3 separate regions of the Mus musculus genome follow, and regions 2 and 3 are each linked to region 1. The links are chromatin contacts, called in public HiChIP or PLAC-seq and promoter capture Hi-C maps. All regions are on one chromosome and are shown on one strand. Each heading gives the region's core, a stretch centred on a gene start, on an enhancer-like site or on the middle of the called end of the contact. The rest is flanking DNA. Distances are from core to core; before and after follow the strand shown.

Region 1 (4,769 bases), core at 1,014-3,513:
AATAGCTGTGGTGGTTTGAAAATGCTTGGCCCAGGGAGTGGCACTATTAGGAGGTGTGGCCTTGTTGGAGAAAGTGTGTCACTGTGGGGGTGGGTTTTGAGACCTTCCTCCCAGCCATGTGGGAGACAGTTTGTTCCTGGCTTCCTTTCGATGAAGATGTAGAACTCTTGTCTCCTCCAGCACCATGTATGTCTGTATTCGACCATGCTTCCGGCCATGATGATAATGGACTGAACCTCTGAACCTGTAAACCAGCCCCAAGTAAAACCAGCCCCAAGTGCTGTCCTTTATAAAAGTTGCCTTGGTCATGGTCTCTTCACAGCAATGGAAACCCTAACTAAGACAGTAGCTAACAGGTACAATCCATGCGCCAGGTGAAGGCACATTTTGCCTTGGCTTTACAGCCAATGTGTCAAGGTTTCTTTATAAGAGCTCCAGGATTCAGCAGTTGTCCACTGTAGGATCCTAGGCTCCATGAATGTTTCCAGAGGAGCTGGTCTGATGTGGGCCCAAAGCAACAGTCTTCACACAACCAGAAGCTTGAACAGGCCTTCCAGTGTATACTGCCTGGACTGCCTTTCTCTATGGCCTCAAGCCCAGGTTTCAAGTCAACCCCCCAGTGCTCCCACACAACCCGGTCTGACACAGATAGGACCAGACTAAGTGGCCCTGTAACCTGGCTATAAGTATGGCCTGGCTTCCTATACCCTCTCCCCGAATTGCCTCTTAGAAAAGGCAGTATTAACCAAAAGGCCTGCCACAGAAGGGAGCAACTGTTGGTTTATAAACCAGTCTTTAACAGTGTACCCACACTAGCCTCTAAATTGGCTTCCCAGAGTACCATATAAAAGTTTATTGTGAGATGTATAAATAGGCTTCCAATAGTCAGGTATAGATGGCCTAACTGTGGAATTCACCACCTAAACCAGGAGACTATAAATTTAAGAGCCTAGACAAACAAAACCGGGGGTTATTGTTGGTAAAATGACACCCACAATCACCCAAACACAGGCCACATGTACCAGCCTCAATGGCCTCATATGTTCCAGTATAAGTTTCTCTCCCACAGTGCAACAGTTAATAGGCCTTAAAGACATCTTGCCGGCCATTGCTTTGCTTTTGAAGTTGGTAGGGGCTGTGTCTTTGCTTGCAAGGTGGCCTTCTGGTATTCTACATTCACGTGTCAGGCAAAAGGCACTGCTTTCAAGTAATGGCCAGGTGCGGGTTGCACAAAACGTTTCTCTGTAGCCTTAATTCTAAAAGGTCTTTAAATAAAGGCCCATTTGTTGGTGTACAAAACGACGCTTTTTGCGAAAGGATGTCACCCAAAGGGTGCAGGATCTAATCTGTGTGGTTCTATCTGGGCTTCCTAAGTGAACTAAGCTGCTCACACCAAAACCAAAGGAGCCAAAAACGGGGCCGAACGGAATCAAGCCTCGCTTCCTAAGTGCACTTTTTGGGGATGCATTACAGAAACCGGTTTTGGTTGCTAAGCGGGATGCTGGATGCCTTAGCATGAACAACAGTCTAGGGAAAGCACGTGCAGTCCTTCTCTCAAAGTACCCGGCTGCTCACGCCCTTCTGGACAGTCTGGATTGGAGGGCTGGCTAAGTGGCCTAAGAGAAGACGCCCCGACTCCCAGGAAGTCTTTGGTTGTTGCTGTGGACCTCTGTCCGCTTACGGGGGACAGGCGGACTTGGGCGAACGGGTTCGAGGATGGAGATTGGAAACAGGTAGCAGTGGCCGCAGCCATGCCTTCCGGACAGACGGCGCAGGCGTGGTTATGTGGGCCGGTCTCGCCACTAAACCTATCCTCACACTTGAACCACTAACCGAAGCCTAAAAGGGAAGGGCACGACAGTTGCACGCATGCGCTATTTGACATCCCTAGCAGCTCCTTCAACTGTTTGTGGGGAGCAGATAGCTACTACGCACGCGGCTTTTCAAGCAGCTCCCAGGCCTCCCAAGGCGCCTGCGTGAAACCGTCCCGGCTCGCCCGCGCCGGGCTTTAGCATGGCGCCTGCGCAATCCGTCCTTCACGGCCAGGCTGCAAGTCTAAGCAACTGCAGCTGCCTGGAGCTCCAACTAACCTCTCTGGCGCTTGGACTTGTTTGTGTCTCTCGTTGCTGGCGACGACTGGTTCCGTCCGGGCGAAGATTCTTCGGCTGGCTTTATCACCGACTACACCGAGAGCATCGATCACTTCTGACTCGGCTGATCGCGACGGGTGCCTAGAGGAACGCGGAGCAATCGATGCCAGGCCCCGCCCTCCTCCGGTTCAAAGACTTGGGAGGCTTGAGCTTTCTTTTCCGGGTCATACCTTGCAGAGCAGTTTGTCACTTGCGACTACCCAATCCTTCCAACTCAGATAATGAGTTCTCCCTATTTTACAGAGTAGGAAGCCGAGGTGGAAGAAAAATAGCCACATGATTTTAGAAGTCACGTATATAATTTGAGCCCACAAGTACTGCTTGCAGGACTGGTTTCCGTGAGTTGGCCTATGGTTTCTTTGCAGAGACAGACTATGTGGAGTGGTGTGGCAGTCAGTTCGAGTTTTGAGTTTCGAGCATTCTCTCCCGGTTGACTCCAGAGGTGCCTGGAGCAGCAGCAGCAAACGATTCCCTGCAGCGATCTGCTAGCCTTGGATTTGGAGTGTGACTTCTACTGGTCAGCAGGGATTGAGTCGGGATGTGGCACTCCTCAGTTTTCGTTTTCTCAGGAACACTGAATCGGTTGCTGCCACACCACTCCACACAGCCTGTCTCTGCAAGGAAAACATCCTTCCAATAGGACTTAGACAGAACTCCAGGATATCCCTTCATTCTCTGTGACAGGCCAGCATTCCAAAGTTCCATGCTTGGTCTTTTGTTTGTTTGTTTGTTTGTTTTTAGGGTGTGTGTGTGTGTGTGTGTGTGTGTGTGTGAGACAGGGTTTCTCTGTATAGCCCAGGCTGTCTTGGAACTCACTTTATAGACCAGGCTGGCCTCGAACTCAGAAATCCGTCTGCCTCTGCCTCCAGAGTGCTGGGATTGAAGGCATGCGCCACCACACCTAACTCATGCTTGGTTTAATAAGTGATTAATCGAACTACTTGTCCCCACTTATCAACAAAATGCTGGACAGCCAAATTAGGTGCCTGCATGTTGGTCCCCATGCAGCTGTGCACAGGCTGACACCCGGGGTGTAGTAGCTCTGACCTGCTATATTAGCAGGCCACCCTTCTATTTTATTTCCTGAATTTTCTAGCTTTGGATTTCTTTCCTGTGAAAGAAAAGCTCTAACTGGGAAGATGAGCAGTCGTTTAAGTGCTTGCTTTGCAAGTGTGAGGGCCTGGCTGTAAATTCTCAGTAAAAAGTCAAGTGCAGGGGCAAGCACCTGCAGTTCCAGAACTGGGGAGGCAGAGACAGGAGGGTCCCCAGGGTTTCTGTCCTGTCAGCCCAGCAGAGTCAGTGAGATCAAGGTTCAGTGAGAGATGCTTGTTTGGTTTTGAACCCCAGGACAAGGGACTCGGGTGCATATTTTACACACCAAAGCAGACCTGGCCTCCAGGTTCTCCCAGAATCCCTCAGTCCCTACCTGGCATACCCTGCTCCCAACCCTGAACTTTCTAGCGTGGGGGCTGGACTGCCCTTCCCCCCAGAAGCTCTTCTTCCCTATATAATCCAGACATTTTGGTCTCTCTCTTCACTCTGTGTGTGGGGCCCCTTTCTCTCTTTCTCCCTCCCTCCCTTCACTCTTCCCCTCCCTGTAACAACCCCCCGCCCACTACCCATGGCTCAACTTCCCTGGACTTGGGGCCAGTGAGCTTGCCCACCCAAGAACAGTTTTTCCAATAAACCTGCCTTTAATACAATCTAATCTGGCTTAAGTTGTCTCATTTCAGTGGTGGTGGCTTATCAACATTGTCTGAAAATGAGATGGAGAGCAATTTGGGAAGATACCCACCATTGACCTCTGACTTCCATATGTCCTTTCCCCCAGCCCCTTCTCTGTCAGCTCTTCTTGTTTAGTCTTCAGGGCACTTGCAGACTTTCTGACCACAAGCTCTCTACTACAATGATAAGCTATGGTCTTTTTTTTTTTCTCTTTTCGAATATATATATATATATATTTAAAGCTCTCTTTACTAAGTCAGAATTTGATCTTTATGTGACAGTGGAAGAGAGTTTGCTACAGAGATACTGTGGTAGGGTGGACGTTAGTTTCTGAGTTGTCCAAACAGATCCCGTAGCAATTGCCAAAGGAGACTTGAACCCAGAAACTGCAGTTACAAAAACCCTCTTGCACAGTGTTCGGGGATGGGATTTAGGCAGCAGTCTGTGGCCTGGAGTGCTGCCAGCCAGAGAGACAAACACTGCTTTGTCAGCTTGCTTATCTGTGTCTTTTGTTTAGTGCTGGGGATAGAACCCAGGGCCTTACACATATTAACACACTCTCCCACTGAACTACCGCCCCCAGCTTTGTTTGTGTATTCAAAACCAGCCTGTTATTATGAGTTATAGGCACAAAGGAAATGTTTCCTTAAAAGAAGTGTAATTTTTCATCACTGTAGGGGTTTTGCCTCCTGTCATCTCCTTGCCACCACCCGCTCTGATCCTAGTGGCTTTGGAAGTGGCCATTAAGCTGGCAGACCCATTTGAGAGCCATGAAAGGCACCAAGCAAACAAAAGGAATCATTTGTGCCCATATTTGTGATTTTTCTCCATTAGATCTGAAGCCTATAATTTAAATATCTCCAAGTGCTCTGGGAACATTTGTGGCTTAATTAT
Region 2 (4,375 bases), core at 921-3,420, 67 kb before region 1:
TTAATTTTTTAAATTTTTTTTTGTTTTTGTTTTTTTGTTGTTTTTTGTTTTTTGTTTTTCGAGACAGGGTTTCTCTGTATAGCTCTGGCTGTCCTGGAACTCACTTTGTAGAACTGGCTGGCTTCGAACTCAGAAATCCGCCTGCCTCTGCCTCCCAAGTGCTGGGATTAAAGGTGTGTGCCACCATGCCCAGTGGAGAGAGACTTTAAATACTGTCATGGAAAGAGGAAGGAAGCTTGGAGCTATGGCCTCTTTTCTTGTAGCCATGAGGATAGAGCTAAGGGTAAAGTCCACATGCTGAATGTTTTCATAACATAAGACCTCCTACTCTACAAGACTTTGTCATATCAGGTCTGAAATATCTTCACTATGAAGGTGGACTTTAAGTTGGATATTCTGGTTCTAGTGAATGTATTACTGTGGACATTTACAGGTAGTCACTGTTAAAAGAGAGCTAAGAGCCAAGACCCTTCAGAGAGCGTCCTCTGCTTCCAGGCACACCACTCAGGGAAGAGCAGACAGATGCAAAAGTAAAGTACAGGAATCGGGTGTAGCTTGGTGGTAGAGTGTTTGCTGAGTCTGCATGAAACCTTGGGTTCCATCCTCAGCCCTGATATATATATGAATGATACAGGGCGGGGGCTAGAGAGATGGCTCAGTGGTTAAGACTACTGACTGCTCTTTCAGAGGTCCTGAGTTCAATTCCCAGCAACCACATGATGGCTTACAACCATCTAAATTGGGATCTGATGCCCTCTTCTGGTGTGTCTGAAGACAGAAACAATGTACTCATATACATAAAATAAAATAAAATAAAATAAAATAAATATAATAAAATAAATAACTAAATCTTAAAAACCAACAAATCAAATCAAAACAAAACAAAACAAAAACAAAAACAAAAAAAACAACAACAAAAAAAAACAGGGCTGTTGAGGTGTTGAAGTGGGTAAAAAGCAACTGTTGCCAAGTCAGATGACCTAAGTTTGATTCATCTGACTCCTGCAAGTTGTTTTTAGACACCTACCTGCACACACACACACACACACACACACACACACACACACACACACACAGCTTTATGTGTTGGAAATTTGGTTCCCAATGGGGTAATGTGAAAAGTAGGAGGCTTGTAAGAGGTGGCGACTAATGTGAGGGCTTTAGGTCATTGGCTCTTTTGCAACTCTCTGGTTATAAGAACAATGTATGTTAGAGATGAGGGTGCTGGAGAGATGGCTCCATGGGCTGCTGCTCTCACAGAGCACTCCAGTGTGGTTCCCAGCATCCATTATCAGGAGGCCCAGAACCAACCTCCTGTAACTCCAGCTCCAGGGATCCAGTACTATCTTCTGGCTCCCACAGGTACCTGTATAGATCTGCCCCCCTTCTCTCTCTCTCTCTCTCTCTCTCTCTCTCTCACACACACACACATAGAGACATAGACACACACAGAGACAATCACAATCACACACATAAAAAGCAAATCTTTAAAATAAATACTTTTCAGAAAGACTGAGGGCTGGGAATGTAGTCCAGTGCTTGTCTAGCTTAAAGCCTTAATTGAGAGAGAGAAGAGGGGAGGGGAGGAAAAAGGGGAGGGGCATGGAAGTGGGGAGCCTGGCTTCTGTGTCACTCTAGATTCCTATCTTGCCACATGACTTCCCCTCTCCTGCACATGTTCCCACATGTGGCCACCCACCATATTGTGGCGTGTTGGAGAGGACTCTCACCAGATGCTGAGCTGATAGAGCCCCCTTGCTCTGGGCTTTCAGCCTCCAAAACACGAGCACCCTGACTTTGTCTATCAGGTAGCCAGCCCAGATGTTTTGTGATTCCACTGATGGACTAAGTGGTGTTAAAATACATTTTAAGGATCTGAGGAGTACTCTGTGGGGGTACAGGACGCTAGCTTTAGCCTGAACTTGTTCACATATTCCAGAGTTTTATGACCCAGACTTGTGGACATTTCCCTCCAGCTGTCTCCTGGCCAAGGTCACTATCTGTGCTCAGGTTCACTTCTCCTTCTGTGTGCTCAGCCTCCTGACTGGTGGCAGTATCCAATGCGGCAAGCCAATGTGACTTGTCACTTTGGCCTTCTTTCTCTCTCTTCCTGTTCTCTGGTGACCACCATGACCTGTGTGACCTGTCGCCTTCACACTGCCTTCATTTTCACTTTCAAGTGGCCTGTTTCGCTTCCTGCCGCTCTCACACCTGTGTCAACAGGACTGAAATGACATCTCCCAGTCACTTTCCATTTCTTGAGATATACTTTTTACGGATCCTGACAATATCTCTCTCCTTTCTATCTCCTTTGCTATTTGATGCCTGCTCAGAGAGTGACTTTGAGCCTGGCAGTTCACCGTTCCTGGTGGGTTCTGGCTCTGACATTAGGGTTCACCAGACAGAAAGCACCAAGTGTCTCTATGCCTGTCTAGAAATGGTGAGCATGGATGGCTGCAAGACTGGCTCTTATGATGATGACAGACAGGATAGTTCATGCAGCCGCTCTCTGCAGGCTGGAGATGTCAGTATGCTGAGTGACTGGTACTGTGTTTGCAATCTCAGGTATCTCCTAAGGCTTACATTAAGGGTTTGCCTCTCATCTGATGAGCTTCTGAGAATAGATTCCTTACAGACAACGCTTGTGGTGGTTTGAATATGCTTGGCCCAGGCAGTGGCACTATTAGAAGGTGTGGCCTTGTTGGAGTAGGTGTGACCTTGTTGAAGAAAGTGTGTCACTGTGGGGTTGGGCTTTGAGTGCTTCCTCCTAACTGCCTGAGGATGCTAGTCTTCTCCTGTTTGCCTTGGGAAGAAGATGTGGAACTCTTAGCTCCTCCAGCACCATGCCTGCCTGGATGCTGCCATGCTCCCGCCTTGATGATAATGGATTGAACCTCTGAAAGTGTAAGCCAGCCCCAGTTAAATATTGTCCTTTATAAGAGTTGCCTTGGTCATGCTGTTATTTCACAGGAATGGGAACCCTAACTAAAACAACATGCTAACACGGAGAGGGACAATCTCATGGGGTCCCACCACTAGACAAAGAACTAGAGGAAACCGAGTGCAAGAGGGGGAGAACTACCTTCTCCCAAGGATGGGTCATCTAGTTAGTTATCCAATACCAAGTGGTCAGTCCTGAAATCATCTACACACAAGCTACACTGAATGGGCCAAGCAAGTTGTATACACATATTTATGCATATATACATGTAACAGTCATAAAAATAATAAAAGGAAAAGAGGCTCCACCAATTTGAGAGGGAGTGAGGGGTTGGGGGGCATAGTTGTTGGAGGAAAGGGAAGGGAGAACTAATGTGATTATATTTTAATTTAAAAGTTTGTAGTAATTTAAAAATTAAGTAAGTAGATCCTGACATAATCAATGGATTGTTGACCCATTGATCAGTTCCTAACTGAGCAGGCCATTAGGAGGTATCTGGCTGGAGGAAGGGCCCTTGGGTGTCCCTTTGAAAGGTATGTCTTGTTCCTGGACCCTCGCAACACTGTGTTGTGTATGTTTCTCAGAGTGATGCTCTGCCTTGCCACAGCCCAGGAGCAACAGAGCTAAGGGACCATGGGCAGAAATGCCTGAATCTCTGAACCAGACAAATCTTTTTCCTTCTTAACATGTCTGTCTAGGTATTTGGTCACAGAGGTGTGAAGGATGCTGACACACTGGCTCAGCCCATGTCTGAAAGTCTCTCTCTTGAGTATATCCTGTCCTGTTCTGAAGGCCTAAGGATCAGAATGCTGTCTCTGTGAGTTCTTAGGCCATTCAAGGTCAGGAAGACAGAGTGTGGAGGCCCATCAGCCGCCAGGAGACTGGATGCTGCCCACACACACTGAGAGGAGTCTTCCTCCACAAGCCCATGAAGACTCAGACACTAGAAGCTTCTTTTTTTTTTTTTTTTCCCAGACAGGGTTTCTCTGTGTAGCCCTGGCTGTCCTGGAACTCACTTTGTAGACCAGGCTGGCCTCGAACTCAGAAATCCGCCTGCCTCTGCCTCCCGAGTGCTGGGATTAAAGGCGTGCGCCACCACGCCTGGCTCCACTAGAAGCTTCTTAAACAGCTTCTCAACACACACAGCACATCTGCCCACACACGCTGAATTTCTTAATTTAATTAATTGAATTCCTAAAATCAACTGTCACTATCCTGGCTTCTCTACAGCATGCGCTGCTGAAGCAACTCAGTTCCGGCCAATAAGAATTGGGAAGCACCCTGGTTTTATGCCAACTTGACACAAGCTAAAGTCATCTGAGAGGAGGGAACCTCAATTGAAAAAAGGATTCAGCTGTAAGGTATTTTCTTAATTAATGATTGATGGGGGAGGGCTTCCATTCCAGGACTGGTGGTCCTGGAGTCTACAAGAAA
Region 3 (4,703 bases), core at 3-2,502, 110 kb before region 1:
GGCAGTCATTGTGCCTGCCTCAGGGACAGTCTCCCTGGCCACCTGGCCCTCCCCAGTCTGGGATGGCACTGTATTAAGACCCCAGCACAGCCCAAATACTGCAAACCCTCAGATGGTCACAACCTTGCCCAATTACCAGTGTGTGATCATTTGGGCGACTCACTTGGGTTTCCCCATCCTTACCCTGAAGATCCAGGAGCAGGGCCAGGACTACGAATCCTTCCTACGACTTCCCTGAGCCTCAAAGCAAGGAATTCAGGGGCTCCTGCAGCGCTGTCTCCCTTTCCACATATCTAGCCCCTCTTATGTCAGCGAGGTGGCACACGGAGCCGTCCCACCTTCTAGTTTTTGCCCATGCTGTACCCACAGTTCAGCATGCCTTCTCTTGTCTCTGATTCTCGACCTGCCAAAGTGTTCTCCCACACCCCAAACTGACTCAGGAGCTGTACTGCCCAAGGAAGAGGTGCCCTGCTTGCCCAATACACTCCCTGTCTTGTGTGTCTATCCCTCAGTCAGAGAGCACAGCCTAAAACAGCAAGCAGAGCACAGACGAGCTGGGGAACACACACACAGTGGTCACCTCCCCTCTCTGCCTCAATGTCCCCTTAAGCGGTCATGACTTCCCTGGCTGATTCCTAGAGGCCTTACCAGGACTGTGGAATCCCATTACTCTCTTCTGGCCAAACATATTCTCAAGTCTCAGTTTCCCCATAAGACTTTAGGATGGGACAAATGTCCCAGCAAATGCCCCCAGACTCTCAAAAGACCACCTGTAGAAGGAAGGCCACATTGAGCCTCACACCTCCCAAAGGGCTGGAGAAGGGCAGGACCCAGGAGTGCTGGCTTGGGGGCAGACGGAATCACAGACTAGCTGGCTTATACAACGTCCAGTTTGCCACAATAGTCAGGTTTCTGGGTTACTGAACCGGAACCTGGGAGGAGCCTGGTAGTCCGGGCTTCTACACAAAGATCCCTAGGACGTCTTTGTGGGGACCGGACCGCCGAGGCTCCCTGAGTTCTAGCGCGTGAGTTGTCTACTTGCTTGACCCGCGCCCGAAGGCAGCCGACCCTGGCTGAGCGAGGAGCCCAGCAGCCCCATGCCCACCCCAGGTTCCGCGGGCTCTGGTTTCAGGCCAGATCGGTTCTGTAGCCACCACTGCCCGGTCCCCAGGCTTCCCCACCGCCCGTTCCTACCTGCGAGTTCAGGCTCCACGCGCCGCGCGGGGCTTTCCTGCGAGAAGGACCTCGCCCCGCTTCCTACGCCGCCTGGTGTCCCTTATTTACATGCGACGCCCCACCCCGTGCACGGTCATTTACATGCCCCGCCCCTCACCCAGCTCATTTTCACCCGCAGTCCTCCGGACTTTGCCTGATCGCTGGCTTATTTGCATGCCCCACCCCACGCGTCCGCAGCTGTCCAGAGCTCCAGCTTTTAAGTCCCACGACTGCGGGACTCGAATCTTTGCCCTTTCCCTACAGACCAGCTTGGCTTGTGTTTGCGGCTGTTGCTCATTTTCCCAATGTTTACTCAGCGTCTGTGCCAGAAAGCAAAACAACTCATCAATTAAGAGCGAGTGTCTCCTGCTAGGTTCAGGCAGGAACCTTGCTGCTACTACCAAGAGGGAGTCATGCGCAACTATCCCTTTTCAGATGAAGAAGCTGAGGCATGGATCTGTTAGGAAACTTGCTTAAGGGTTGATGAGATGGCCCGCAAGCCTGAGAGTGCAAGATCTATCCCTAGAAACCACGCAAAAGTGAAAAGAAAGAACTGACATCACGAAGTTGTTCTCTCGCCCACAGCAGCGCAACTGTGACCAGCCTTGCCTTTGCTAGCTAAGCCATCCCATGGGCTTGCCATCCTGTTTTGAGCATTATGGATTGGGTTGGCTTAGTTTTTTGCTTCTTGTGACAGGATCTTGCTATACAGCTTTGGCTGTCATATTGTAGCACAGTCTGAACTTGAAGTCACAGTAATCCTGTCTCAGCCTCCCAAGTAGGATTGCAGATACAAGCCACCACATCTTGCTGTCTTCTGAGTCTGCAAGCCATCTTTTGATCCCTCCTGGCTGGCCACTTGTCTTCATGTGACTGGATTGTATGACCCTTGCCCAGGGGAGAGGGGACTATGTGAGATACATCGATATGTGACAGAAACAGGCTGGCCTGTGATGGTGCTTGGGACCAGCCCTGCTTGGCTCAGGTGCTCAGAGAAGCTCAGCAGAACTAGGCCGAGAAAGCAGCTGGGCTGGAGCCTGCGTGCCTGGTTGTGAAATCAGAATCTAGACAGTGCTGACAGACCGGAAAGCAGCAGGAAGGCCAGCACACATGTGGTCAGGGAAGGCATTTGAAAATGTTCAGGGGCACAATGATGGGAATTCTTAGCACTCCTCTTTCAAAAAACCTTTCTATGTATCTAAGTTGATGTCAGGACAGAGCCAAGGATACTGGCCAAGAAGACAGACAATAGCAGGAAGCTTATATTCCCTCCACAGTCCCAGACTTCCTAAGTGACCACTCTGTTTGGCCCAAGAGTGGGCTGGGAGCCCCAGATAATCCAGGCTCTTCTTCCAGTTTAAGGGCTTCCCGAGCTTGCCTCCTTCCAAGCTTGGAGCGCATTCCAGCACAGCGGATGGAGCTGCCTTTGAGCTTACCTCAGTGTTTAAGAGTAGACTATTTTTGAAACAGATGTAGTGTGATAGAATAATTAGTGCTGTGGGGAAAGCTCTGTTGGGTCCCCTCAGTAGACCCGAGTTTGAACCCCAGTCCCCATGTTAAAAAGCTGAGAGTGGAGCTTGGAAGACTACACAGTAGATAAGAGCCCTTGTTACACCAACCTGGACCCCAACATCTGAGGAAAAAGTTGGGTTTGCCTGTAATTCTGCACTCTGGGAAAAGGACACAGGAGGACTGCAGGGGCTTTCTCGTTGCCAGTCTAGCCCAAGCTCAGTGAGATACTCTTTCCCAAGGGAATAAGGTGGAGAGTGGTACACCAGGACACCCAGTGCATACACGGACATGCTCATATACCACACACACATACACACACACACACACACACACACACACATCCCCCACACAAGCCAGGCATAGTAGCATATACTTGTAACTCCAGTAGTGAGCAAGCAGAGACCCCTGGGACCTGCCAGCTAGCCAACTCCAACTAATCAGTGAGGCCTATGTCCCTGTCTTAACCAAGATGAGGGAGGGGAAGTAGTTCAGACTACTACCAGAATTCCTGACTAGTGTGTGTGAGACCCGGAGTCCAATCTCCAGCACTACATGATCTCAGTGGGGTGACACATTCATGTAATACCGGTACAGGATCGAAGATGGAGGGAAAACGGAGGCAGATGAAGTTCAAGGTCATCCACAACAAGTGTCCTCTGGTGGCCTTTAACTGCCGATGGCCCCTCAGGTCTCCCAGGCCTCTGCTTCCCTCTGCTGTGGAATGTATGAAGGGTCCATCCCTGTAAAGCTCAACCATGCCTGCTGTAATCCCTGAGTGCAGCGGCCATGTCCTGTCCAGAACACAGCGTTTCACAGCACCCAACCTCCGGCTCTTAAGGTCTTTCCAGATCCTCTTCCCCAGTGTTCTGCCAGGCTTGGGGGTGGGGACAGAGATGACCTGCTTAGGGCTGAGCCCTGGACAGTCATTTATGCTCACACTTGGAGCAGTTATGAGTCTGTGTTAGCTGCTGCCTGCTGCAGGAAGAAGCTTTGCTGACCTAGGCTGAGAGCAGCCCTGGGAGGTGGCTACAAACATGGGTTGATGTATTCATTTATGTATTTACTTATATAGTTATTTATGCATTTATTTATTAAGCAGTTAGACAACACATCTGTTTGATTGTACTTCATCTGCTCTGGCATTTGCCACTGTTGAGTTTTGGATTTTATCCACTTTTTTCCTATACTCGATGCTCCTTCTTTCTAAATTGCTGTTGGTTTATCTTACTTGCAGCCTGCAGTAGCACCTCCCCCACTTAATTCTTCGGGACAAGGTCTTGCCGTGCTGTTCTTGTATCTTGCACCTCTGCCTCAAACAGCCACCACTTCTCGGAGTTTGCTGTCGTTGAGTTTTTAGAATTTGAAAAAAATTTATTTTTACATGTGTAAATGTTTTGCCTGCATGTATGAAGTATGTCCACCACATGCGTGTTTTTGGTTTCCAGAGTTTGGCTTTATTTCTGCAGTACAGAAATCATTTGGAGCTTTTTGGAGTAGACATCACTGAAATTAAGGCTCTGTCAAATCAATACTGCATTGCAGTTGGTCCATTGAAGAAGCCATATCTGGGATAAAGGATGCTTCTATATTTTTACCTGCTTTACTTAAGGTTCCTTCCCCCTTCTCAGCAATTGTTGTAGGTTAAAATACCACATACTGGCTTCCTCCAACTCCCTAAGTCTGAAGTTTGGCTAAAAGGTTATATACCCTCAGAAATAAAACATGTGGCTCTTCTATTGGCCTTGCTGTAATACTTGACATAACAAAACAGAGAAAACATTGAACCTCTTCAGAAACCAAAGGACACTCAATTTAGACTCCCAATTTCAGGATGGCACAAATTGTATAGATTCAGCTCTTGGGCAAGGTCACACAATCGCAAAGGCCACACTGATTAAAAGATACAAGTACTGTACCAAGTTCTCTGTATTGATATCAATATTTTTTTAGAATAGCTCCTTCACTAGAAAAAAAAA

What was found. HiChIP or PLAC-seq counts read pairs in DNA pulled down with a chosen protein or histone mark. Capture Hi-C pulls out chosen DNA fragments and counts their contacts.
Region 2: a contact with region 1 is called in a CTCF HiChIP or PLAC-seq map of CD8 T cells, with 5 read pairs. The contact joins the enhancer-like site here to the promoter of Kdm8 in region 1. A contact is called at or near these places in 1 of 39 promoter capture datasets (macrophages), 2 of 15 datasets of contacts at CTCF or cohesin (CD8 T cells and the G1E-ER4 cell line), 1 of 484 Hi-C or Micro-C datasets (CD8 central memory T cells), 1 of 115 datasets of contacts at active chromatin or transcription factors (CD8 T cells) and 1 of 9 other capture datasets (liver).
Region 3: a contact with region 1 is called in a promoter capture Hi-C map of liver. The contact joins the promoter of Il4ra here to the promoter of Kdm8 in region 1. A contact is called at or near these places in 19 of 39 promoter capture datasets (the 3T3-L1 cell line, 3T3-L1-derived adipocytes, the C10 cell line and 13 more), 1 of 15 datasets of contacts at CTCF or cohesin (CD8 T cells), 8 of 484 Hi-C or Micro-C datasets (B cells, CD4 T cells, bone marrow-derived macrophages and 5 more), 14 of 115 datasets of contacts at active chromatin or transcription factors (the 230-238 cell line, CD8 T cells, bone marrow-derived dendritic cells and 8 more) and 4 of 9 other capture datasets (adipose tissue, liver, macrophages and 1 more).

The regions. Positions count from the first base shown.
Region 1 is chr7:125,442,114-125,446,882 of GRCm38.p6, reverse strand. Kdm8 (lysine (K)-specific demethylase 8) reads right to left here and starts at 2,263. Exons shown (of 8, transcript NM_029842.5): 1 at 2,091-2,263.
Region 2 is chr7:125,509,361-125,513,735 of GRCm38.p6, reverse strand. No RefSeq gene overlaps it. Among named protein-coding and RNA genes, the nearest start is that of Nsmce1, 20 kb to the right of the region's middle. Within about 2 kb of position 2,170, at least 40 of the 459 cell types and tissues checked have an H3K27ac peak or open chromatin away from gene starts, as enhancers often do. A contact at or near this core is called in CD8 T cells, CD8 central memory T cells and the G1E-ER4 cell line, where this site is marked.
Region 3 is chr7:125,548,820-125,553,522 of GRCm38.p6, reverse strand. Il4ra (interleukin 4 receptor, alpha) reads right to left here and starts at 1,252. Exons shown (of 11, transcript NM_001008700.4): 1 at 1,195-1,252.